Regions from separate parts of the Xenopus tropicalis genome. Here region 2 is linked to region 1. A link is a contact called in public Hi-C data. All regions are on one chromosome and are shown on one strand. The core of a region is the stretch at or near the end of the contact, and the rest is flanking DNA. Distances in the headings are between cores, read along the strand shown.

Evidence for each region. Hi-C and Micro-C count contacts between places; a contact is called where the count stands out from the background.
Region 2: a contact with region 1 is called in a Hi-C map of gastrula embryo, with 7 times the contacts expected there. The contact joins the enhancer-like site here to the promoter of crabp2 in region 1. A contact is called at or near these places in 4 of 5 Hi-C or Micro-C datasets (brain, gastrula embryo, neurula embryo and 1 more).

Annotation. Positions count from the first base shown.
Region 1 is chr8:132,424,146-132,429,643 of UCB_Xtro_10.0, reverse strand. It overlaps crabp2 (cellular retinoic acid binding protein 2), which reads right to left and starts at 3,968. Exons shown (of 4, transcript NM_001006862.1): 1 at 3,753-3,968. The coding sequence starts at 3,822.
Region 2 is chr8:132,469,546-132,474,998 of UCB_Xtro_10.0, reverse strand. No RefSeq gene overlaps it. Among named protein-coding and RNA genes, the nearest start is that of dnaja4.2, 16 kb to the left of the region's middle. Within about 2 kb of position 1,853, at least 5 of the 11 cell types and tissues checked have an H3K27ac peak or open chromatin away from gene starts, as enhancers often do. A contact at or near this core is called in gastrula embryo and neurula embryo, where this site is marked.

The DNA.
Region 1 (5,498 bases), core at 2,719-5,218:
TAACCCCCAATCTACTTACTCCCCCTTATCCCTTCCACTTTCCCATCATTACTCTCCATCCCCTAACCCCCAATCTACTTACTGCCCCTTATCCCTTCCACTCTCCCATCATTACTCCCCATCTCCTCACCCCCAATCTACTTACTGCCCCTTATCCCTTCCACTCTCCCATCATTACTCCCCATCCCCTAACCCCCAATCTACTTACTCCCCCTTATCCCTTCCACTCTCCCATCATTACTCCCCATCCCCTAACCCCCAATCTACTTACTGCCCCTTATCCCTTCCACTTTCCCATCATTACTCCCCATCTCCTCACCCCCAAACTTCTTACTCCCCCTTATCCCTTCCACTCTCCCATCATTACTCCCCATCTCCTCACCCCCAAACTTCTTACTCCCCCTTATCCCTTCCACTTTCCCATCATTACTCTCCATCCCCTCACCCCCAATCTACTTACTCCCCCTTATTCCTTCCACTTTCCCATCATTACTCCCCATCCCCTCCCCTGTTTCTCACTACCTGAGTACTCTACCCCCTCTCTCTATTGGTAGAGGCCAATGCATTCAGTCGGTATCAGCTCACAGCCCTTCCTACCATGTAGCAAAGGTGACACATTACGTTTCTAACATTGGTGAATAATCAATATTATGTATTTCTGGGCAAAGGGAAACTTCCAGGATATGTGCAATTAGTGGGTTAGTTCTGCCTAATAAGGGCTACAGGCCTGGGGGCAGAGGGATAATAGTTCCAGCCCCTCCTCCTATTTGAACGCACTCTGTAAAGGCTTGAGCTGCCCATACAGGTAACCCGGGACTGCAGTTTAATCGCTTTGCCTCACATTTCTTATTAGTTCGTTTATCTCACTAGAACATAAAATGGATGACCTAGCATTAAACATAATGATAATAATTATATTACATGCAGCAACAAAAGTCCTTTACTGTAAAGATACTTTTCACAGGAGATCTACTTCTAACCCCCGGTTAAGGCTTTTGGTATGGTCCATCATGGATTCAGCTTAGCTGGGTGCAAGCCCTATCGATAGAATGGGAATGGATTATAGCCACAGGTTAAACACAAGTGCACACAACTACTGAGACTTGTTTGTTAGATCATCTGTGAGGGAGCATTGGCACAAACCTTGGGTAAAGCCACACTGGGGCAAAATGCTAGGGGGGCGTATTTCAGTGAAGACCAATATGAAGGTGAACGTCCATATATTGGGCAGATACCAACACGAGAAGCTTGTTTTCCTATAGACAATGGAGAGAATGTAGGGGGTATTCTCTTTCGGCACGTAAATGGGCCTCTGGGAATAGTCCTGGCACCAAATCGGACTCCTGCATGGGATTTTGCAGATGTCGGGATCCACCATTTCACCCTGATAGTGAGTTTGGAGGAGCACTAAGAGCCCCAGCTCCCAGCAAGCTTTCAGAATTGCCTATATGCCAACAGATGGTAGGGGTTGCAGTTCTGCACAGCTTCCATTCAACGCAGACTTTTTATTCCCACCATTTACAGATCCTGACCATTCCTCAAGCTGATTATATAAATGACCACATTCTCATCACCAGCGATACAGCCACATCAAGGGGTATATACCCCACTATGCACACTACCGCCCCCTTCTGCCCCTTCTGCCTTGTATAAATGCTCTTTTCCACTCCGTAACATCTTTACAATAGTTTAACATTCATGATGTCATAAAGCAGTAACCAATCAGCAGATGGAAATCTGATTGATTAATAAGAATTATTAGACCAGTAACAATTATAATAATACCCCCCAAACAAACAACAAGCACCCCCACAGAATATCTCAGTTAGTACGTATGCTATGTGCAATATGGGTTGGAGTTTGATGGGACTTGGGATCCCCTGTATATTGATTTTACCAGTCAGTGCCACGCTGGGTGTGTAACTGCTAACAAGGGTACATAGAGTTGTATAGAATCTTATAGAGAGTAACTGTTGCCTGTTTATAACATTGGGGTATCTCTATTCTATAAATCATAGACCCAACGAGAAGCGTTGCCAACAGTTCTGAAGCATAACTCCCAGCAGCCTCAGTCAGCCAGAATCAATAGAGAGTCATGGGTATGAGTGTCTAGCTGGCAGCAGAGCATGCTGGGAATTGTAGTTCAGTTTGTAAATCCCAAACCCTATGTCTGACTCTCACGTTGGGAAAAGGAATACGTGTCCCTGCCTGAGAGCTAAGTGGCGGCAATGTGACACGGCTTCCTATATTTATAGGCCCAGCGGGGGGTGCCAGTTGGGGAGGGTGCTGATAGATTGCTATCATATCTATGTAGTGCGCTTAGTCTGCTAATCTGGGGCACCCTCAGCATTGCCATATTGCTCCTGGGGTGGGGGAGGCAATCACCCCTGTGCCCCAGGGAGAAATGTAGATTAAATGCCAATCAGTGGCACGTGTAGGTATATTGGGGTCACCAGGATAGATTTCTATGGCTTCAGGGGAGAGGTGCACTTATATCTCAGTATGAAGGGATAGGGGGTAGGTGCACTTATGTCTCAGTATGAAGGGATAGGGGGTAGGTGCACTTATTTCTCAGTATGAAGGGATAGGGGGTAGGTGCCCATATGTCTCAGTATGAATGGATATGGGGTAGGTGCACTTGGTCTCAGTATGAAGGGATAGGGGGTAGGTGCACATATGTCTCAGCATGAAGGGATAGGGGGTAGGTGCACATATGTCTCAGCATGAAGGGATAGGGGGTAGGTGCACATATGTCTCTGTATAAAGGGATAGGGGGTAGGTGCCCATATGTCTCAGTATAAAGGGATAGGGGGTAGGTGCCCATATGTCTCAGTATGAAGGGATAGGGGGTAGGTACACATATGTCTCAGCATGAAGGGATAGGGGGTAGGTGCACATATGTCTCTGTATAAAGGGATAGGGGGTAGGTGCACATAAGTCTCTGTATAAAGGGATAGGGGGTAGGTGCATATAAGTCTCAGTATGAAGGGATAGGGGGTAGGTGCCCATATGTCTCAGTATGAAGGGATAGGGGGTAGGTGCCCATATGTCTCAGTATGGAGAGGAGGTAAGTGCCCATATGTCTCAGTATGGATAGAAGGTAGGTCCCCATATGTCTCAGTATGGATAGGGGGTAGGTGCCCATATGTCTCAGTATAGATAGGAGGTAGGTGCCCATATGTCTCAGTATGGATAGGAGGTAGGTGCCCATATGTCTCAGTATGGATAGGAGGTAGGTGCCCATATGTCTCAGAATGGATAGGAGGTAGGTGCCCATATGTCTCAGAATGGATAGGAGGTAGGTGCACGTGTATACGGTTTGTTGCCCCCGCTGCCGTATATACTGGGAGAGATGAGACACAGATGTTGGCAGGTACATACATGTTTTGGGTTTGTGAGTGATGAAGAAGTCAGTGGTAGGAGTATTCCGTAGGAAAATGGAACGGCCTCTCAGCAGGGGTGGTAGGGACCCATCAATACAGTAAGAAGCTTAGTGCAGATGTAAAGCCATATCAGAGAGACTTAATGGGGCAGCTGTTTCTTTTCTCCCATTCCATTCAGTGTTGGTGGCACAACGATAGGACCCAGAATGGGGGTAACGTTCCTGCCCAGATGGCACCCTGCTTGCCTAGATGATACCCCCCTGCCCATAAAGATGCCCACCCAGCCAATACCCCCTGCTCATAAAGATGCCCGCCAAGCCAATACCCCCCTGCCCATAAAGATGCCCGCCCAGCCAGTACCAGACTCACCCAAAACCTTCAGCATCTCCTCAAAGTTGTCCGACTGTTTCATTTTCCAGTGTCCTGAGAAGTTGGGCATGTTGGCTGGGATAGAAGGGGGTCACAGGGGGTATTGGGGTGTCCGGCTGGTACCACGGTGCTGGGTTGCTCCCTGGGTCGGGCTCTAGTTCCCTGGTATGGGCACGGCTGAGCCAGACGCTTACTCACTGCTGCACTCCCTGTGTGCCTCTCAGGTTGGACTAATGCAGCGCTCTGCTGGCTCTCTCTATATATACTGCCCCCCCCCCCCCCCCCTGTCTGTCTGCTGCTCCTGTTGTAATACAGCATCCCCCCTGCTGCCCCGGGGAGGGCTCCAACACCCCTCTCTGCAGTCCCACCTGTTGATTAATCCAACAACTCACCCCCCCCCCAATGAAAAATAACCCTTTTTAACATTTTCTACCCCTTCCCTCCGGCACGGAATCCCCAGTTTTATGGGAAATGTGCAAAACCCCATAATCCTGTAATAATACAAATAATGTGAGCAGGAAGTGCAAAGAACAAAGGGGAATCTGGTCCTGCAACCAATACAAAACAGCACAGGGATCATTCCCAGGCTCCGGGCAATGGGGGCAGATAGGGTGTCAGTACTGCACCCAGTTATACCCCCAGCAAAGGTGCTTGCACCTATATCTGCTCCTTATTACTCTTATGGAACCCTAATTACCTGAATGGTCTGTGCCAGCCCCGGGTACAACATGGGTTAACCCTGCTATTACCCCTTGCCTGGGGCAGTTAGTATTCCCAGGGTTCCTTTGCATGGTGCACCCCCAGGGACTCCCCTTTTTTCCCAGCTTACTCATACCCCTAAAGTGACTATGTTGCCACAATGCATTGTGGGTGATAATCATGACAAATGGGACTGATATTTTGCAATGACACACCTTATAGTTTTGGGGTGTTGCTTGAAGGGAGGGATGCCACCCTCTTTTTGGGCCAGGGGAGTAGGTGGAGGCATAACATAGGGCGGGGCAATGATGTTTTAGGGTGGGGAAATGGGCGGGGGAAGGGGCGGGTCTGTACTTATAAGGAGTAATACTGTAGCAGAGAGGGTCAGGGAAGGGAAGGATATGTAGGGTGTTACACATGGTAGTTACATTGCTGGTAAAATTGTAATTCTGGCCCCACCCCTAGTTGGTGATTAACCGCCTGCCCAGTTGAATACCGGCGCCCTATTGGAGGATCCAGCTAGCTATTAAATAAAGAGACAAATGGGGCCTATTGACCAAACCAGTTTCTATTTATCTGTCCAACTTGTCCCTTTCCTCCCCATTGTTTCCTCTTCTCTCTGCAACTTTGATCTTCTCTCAAGTCTTTTCCTTCTCTCTGTTTCTGCCTCAGTCCCACTTTTCTCTGCTGATCCTTCTACTGGGGAATAGGGATGGGCTGCTGGGAGTTCTACTGGGCTGGGAGATCCAATGGTACCAGCCTTTCCCATTGTCTCACCTTGTTTCCCTGATTCCCAGTTTCTCCCTATCCCTCCAGCTCCTCAGCCTTAGGAACCCATTACTTCTGAAGCATAACAAACATGGTGTAAATGTGATGATTTTATTGGCTTAGATGGTAATGACTGGTACAAATAACTCAACCTAGATCCGACCTACTCATCCCTTGGAACTGAGGCCCAGCTCTGTAACTCTTGCACCCCCTTCAGGCAGAAAGTGTAGTTACAGGGCAGGAAGGAGTAACCTTACATTCCATAGATAGGCTGTGGCA
Region 2 (5,453 bases), core at 604-3,103, 47 kb before region 1:
GCTAGCGAGAGAGAAAGGGTCATTATCCAACGCGGGGAAACCGTAGCTCCCCCAGAGCATTCCTGCCCAGAGTCGCATAGAATTCTATGCCCCACGCATTTTCAGCGCTTATCGGCGGAATCGGGTCTATTCACTCTTGCACCGTCTCTTTGTTCCATCTGCCCTAAATCTCACTGAGCCGCCTTTATACTGGCACTGCCCTTGTCTCAGTGGCAGGGCCTCCAGCAGAAACGTTGCGGCCCCTCTGGTTATTTATATGGGGCCCCCCATAGTATCAAAATGTTGTCTACACCCCTTGTGTGTGCAATATAACCAGCTGCTGTTACTCTATAATAAGCCGTTCATATAAAGTGTTCCATTGATTAATGTGCTAATAAGTCCCTTAGTTTATAGGGGGTCAGTGGAGTTGGCCCTAAGTTTAACCCTTTCCCACCTACCTGCCCCTGCTCTGCGCTGTCATTGCTTGGCATGGAAGTTACATACGTTTTTGCATAAGTTCAGGGGCCCAATGATATTGCTGTGGGGCCCGATAACCAATCAGTAGTAGTTCATAAAAACAGTAACAGAATTAATGTGCTAATAAGTCAGTATTTTAATCAGGGGGTCAGTGGAGTTTATATGTAAGTTCAGGGTCGGACTGGGACACCGGGACACCAGGAAAATACCCAGTGGGCCCCGGGCTTGGAGGGCCCCAGCGGCCCAGACCCGACCCTATTGCCGCTTCCTCTGGCCTCCAATGTCCTCCCCTGACGCGTTTCACATGTGCGCGTTCATGGGAGGTTGTCAGACAGGGGCCCCTGCGGGGGACAAGGCAGCTTAGGGGGTGCGGGGCCCCTGGGGCTGCAACCCCAGTGGGCCCTGCACCCCCCAGTCTGACCCTGTGTAAGTTACGTAAGTTTCTTTGAAAGGGAGGGGTTAGGGGTGCGCTGCGGCGGGGGCCCCTGCGGGGGATGTGGCAACTTGGGGGGTGCGGGGCCCTTGGGGCGGCAGCCCTGGTGGGCCCTGCACCCCCCCAGTCCATCCCTGTGTAAGTTACATAAGTTTCTTTGAAAGTAATGTAAGTTTTTGCACAAGTTACATAAATTGTGTGAGCGTCGGGGCCCCTTCTGGCCCAGATCATACTGAGCACGTGCAGTGCCACTGACACCTCTAACAGAATCGAAGATGGGGAACTCCAGTGACAACTGTGAAGTCCTGGATCATTACTACTAAAGAGATGCTGGAACTTTAGGCTGGTGCAGTATATAAATCATAGCATTTCTAGCCAAATTCATTTTTAGGCTTTAGTTCCCCTTTAAAGTCCTGCAATTTCTGGCTAATATAGGGGGATGGGGCTTGGGTGGGTCATTAGCAGGGTATTGGCATACTCAGGTAGATAAAGGCCAAGGGCACTGGCAGATATCCTTCAAGATCAGAAGGCATTTGGGTAATGCAACGTAGGGCATTAACGGGCAGTAAGTGGTGGCCTAACTGCCTGTTATTGATCATAATTTAATGGAGAGCAGTGACAGACAGGCCTCAGTGTCGGAAAGATCTTGAGCTCCCAAAATGGTATTAATGTGGGCAGCCATGGTCAGGCTGAAAAATGGTGGTGAAATGGTGGAGAATGCGCCTCCTGTGTCATGTGACTAAGAGTAATGGCGCCTTGAGCTACTTGGACGGTGTGTGTGTTGTGTGACTAAAGTGTTCAGTGGGAACAAGTCCTAACAAATACCCAGGGCGTAGCCCGAGCCTTATCTCCTTGGCCATTGTGGCCGCATCGCAGCTCCCCGGGGGGTAGAGAAAACCTTTAGCAGAGAAGATAAATCCCATTAAAGGAACACCTGCTAATGAGCTCAGAAAGCATTTAGCCGCTCTGTTCCAGGAGGGTAAATATTCTGATTGGCCCATTTGCACAATGATAGCCAACCCCGCTCCCCAGCCGGCCCAGCTCGCTTTCAGCTAATGCTGTTTGCCTTTGGCATGAGTGGGATTATAGTGGGAGAGATGGGGGGCTTCCCTGCTGGCCGGAGACTTTAGAGAGAGCCATTCAGATACAATGCAGATGAGCTTCATTTGTGAGACATTAGTCCCCTAATTGCCATTGCCCGCAGGCACACACAGCCAATTATCCCATTAATTGATAAGGATCCCAGGGGGGGGTGGGTCAGAGAATCAGGCCAGTGAGCGCTTAGGCAAACGAGTTGGCAGTTTGGTACAGAAACTGAGTGGAACAAATAACTGACTTTATCAATAAATGATTGATTTGATCAATAAATTGCTCTTGCTGGATATTCCCATTCAAACGGATGGATAGGGGATTCTGAGAGTGGACTCCTCCCCCCAACGGGCTACGGAACAGTGGGGGGACACCCAATGGGGTAACTGTAGAAGAACAAGAAGACCCCTCAGGAACGAGGGGGCCCAGACCCCTATAATTGTGTAGAAATCCCACTCCCCCCAGTTGTTCTCCTACCTGAGAGTGGAAAGGGAGGCGGGGGGGGGACCTGAGGCTGTGAGGTAATGGGGTTGGGGGCTTTTGGAAGATTTTGTTGTGGGGGAGGGGGTCCAGCACCGACATTGCTCAAATTTGCCCCCCCTCCCGTATCACAGCCCTAGGATTTATTTACTAATACAAGTGCAGTGTGCAAAGTGCAACTGTGAGTGCAAGTTGCCATGCTTTTTACCCCCCCCCCCCCCATAATTGCAGGCTCAACGTGGCAATGTGTCTGATGCTGTTGGGGTTGATGCGTTAGAACAGGACTGTCCATCTGGAGGCCTGTGAGCTGGATGTGGCCCTCCAAGGCATTTTTATGGCCCCCAGTCTGGTTGAATGATCCATACACTTGATTGTATGATATTTTTATTTTAATTTACCCCCGTGGGATGTCGGGGGGGGGGCACGCACAATGACAAGCGGCAGGGGCAAGGGAGCACGGACTAGGGGCCGGCAGGAGGGGAGGCAGAAGCTATACAAAAGCTTTAGATGCCAGTACCATGAATGACTGGCACAGAATCCCGCATTGACCATGGCAAGTGGCGCCAGTAAATGAACCCTACAAACTGTCTTAAAACTTCCCCAAAGTGCTCCCTGTTGCCCCCTATTGGCTGGAGTGGGAAGCCAAGAACATTTTCAGTATGAAAAGTGCCGCTGCTGGATATTTGGCACAGGGGGCATTGTGACTGGTACTGTGCCAGGCACCCAAAAGTGCCCACTTGGGCAATTTCCCAGCATTCCTGAACCGCAAACAGATATTATTCAGCCCCATACCTGGTCCAATAAACTGCCTGCTCCGGCACATGTGACCTCATTGGCAGCCAATAGCATTTTTTTATGTAGACAGCATAACTAGAAGTGACTGGGCCCCACAGCATCATTTTAGGGCCCCTAAACATTGGCAGTTAGGGACCACTGGGCCCCTTACACCTTGTCCCCCCAGCAGCCCCGGGTTCTGCTTTCTCTATAGTTCTGCCACTGAATCCTACAACTCCAAAGTAACTCCTAACAGAACTGCAACTCCAACTACCATTTATTTGCCCCTCTAGGGCTCGTTTAATGACCCCCCCCCCCATACCAACTGCTGCCCCACACCATAAACTGCCACCTAATCCCATCTGGACAGAATAGTTACATCATTTACTCAAGCCTCAGAGTGACAAGTAATATTGTAGAAGGGAGGAAGAGGGTCATATCTTTTCTAAGAGAAAACAGCAGTAGCAACTTGCTTTATGGCAGGGATTCCAGATACACACCCAGGATCTGGGCAACTGTTTTACAAGGCACAATGCCGGCAGAGCAGATAGGAGCTATTGCCCCCTGGATCCTGCATGTAGTGGGGCCCCATAGAGCGGCAGTTGCAAGTAATAATAATGGAGGGGCAGCAGATATGGCTGTGGAAGGGTTACTTTCTCAGGGTCCAGCCTTGGACCGGAGAGCTGACACCTGCGCACACACTTGTGTCTACACTTATAGGGGGGAAGCTTTATGGGCGAGTGCCGGGAGTTTATTGCCGGGGGCCATATACCATTCTCAAGGGGCTGCTAAGTTATTCACACATCCCGGCCATTTCCTCTGCTAAATGCGGCCAGAACAGCTGGGGACAAACAATGGCGGGTTTCTCCATCTCTAATCGCTCGCTGCCTGCTCACCAGCAGGGGCAGTATGGGGACGGGGCATGGCTGGGGGTGCCCCGGGGTAGGTAGGTATAACTGGGTGTGTGCGTCTGGCTCACTACTGACACATCACATTCATTGTTTGACTATCAGTTTCCATGAACTCAGTACAGTCAGCAGCGCTCTGTGTGACTTGTAAGGGCCTGTCCCTATAGGAAGCTTCCATCTCTCTATTTGTCTGCACTGCTGGTTCTGACTCCTGAAACAAAAGCCAGCTGGTTAAAAGTCTTTTGCTGAACTGGGTGTGCAATGGCTCAGGCCTGTGCCCTGGGTACCCCTGGAACTATAGCGGGGTGACTGTTACCCCAATGTTTCTATATATCTGTAACCGTGTTATGGGCTAAGGGGGCCCAGCCTGAAGGCCAGTTAGGGGGGGATTTGGGGTGAGTGCTTATTTGTGCCCTGGGTACCCCTGGAACTATAGCAGGGTGACTGTTACCCCAATGTTTCTATATATCTGTAACCTTGTTATGGGCTAAGGGGGCCCAGCCTGAAGGCCAGTTAGGGGGGGATTTGGGGTGAGTGCTTATTTGTGCCCTGGGTACCCCTGGAACTATAGCAGGGTGACTGTTACCCCAATGTTTCTATATATCTGTAACCTTGTTATGGGCTAAGGGGGCCCAGCCTGAAGGCCAGTTAGGGGGGATTTGGGGTGAGTGCTTATTTGTGCCCTGGGTACCCCTGGAACTATAGCGGGGTGACTGTTACCCCAATGTTTCTATATATCTGTAACTTTGTTATGGGCTAAGGGGGCCCAGCCTGAAGGCCAGTTAGGGGGGGATTTGGGGTGAGTGCTTATTTGTGCCCTGGGTACCCCTGGAACTATAGCGGGGTGACTGTTACCCCAATGTTTCTATATATCTGTAACCTTGTTATGGGCTAAGGGGGCCCAGCCTGAAGGCCAGTTAGGGGGGGGGGATTTGGGGTGAGTGCTTATTTGTGCCCTGGGTACCCCTGGAACTATAGCAGGGTGACTGTTACCCCAATGTTTCTATATATCTGTAACCTTGTTATGGGCTAAGGGGGCCCAGCCTGAAGGCCAATTAGGGGGGGATTTGGGGTGAGTGCTTATTTGTGCCCTGGGTACCCCTGGAACTATAGCGGGGTGTCTGTTACCCCAATGTTTCTATATATCTGTAACCTTGTTATGGGCTAAGGGGGCCCAGCCTGAAGGCCAGTTAGGGGGGATTTGGGGTGAGTGCTTATTTGTGCCCTGGGTACCCCTGGAACTATAGCAGGGTGACTGTTACCCCAATGTTTCTATATATCTGTAACCTCTGGAAGGGTGGGGGGCAGTTATT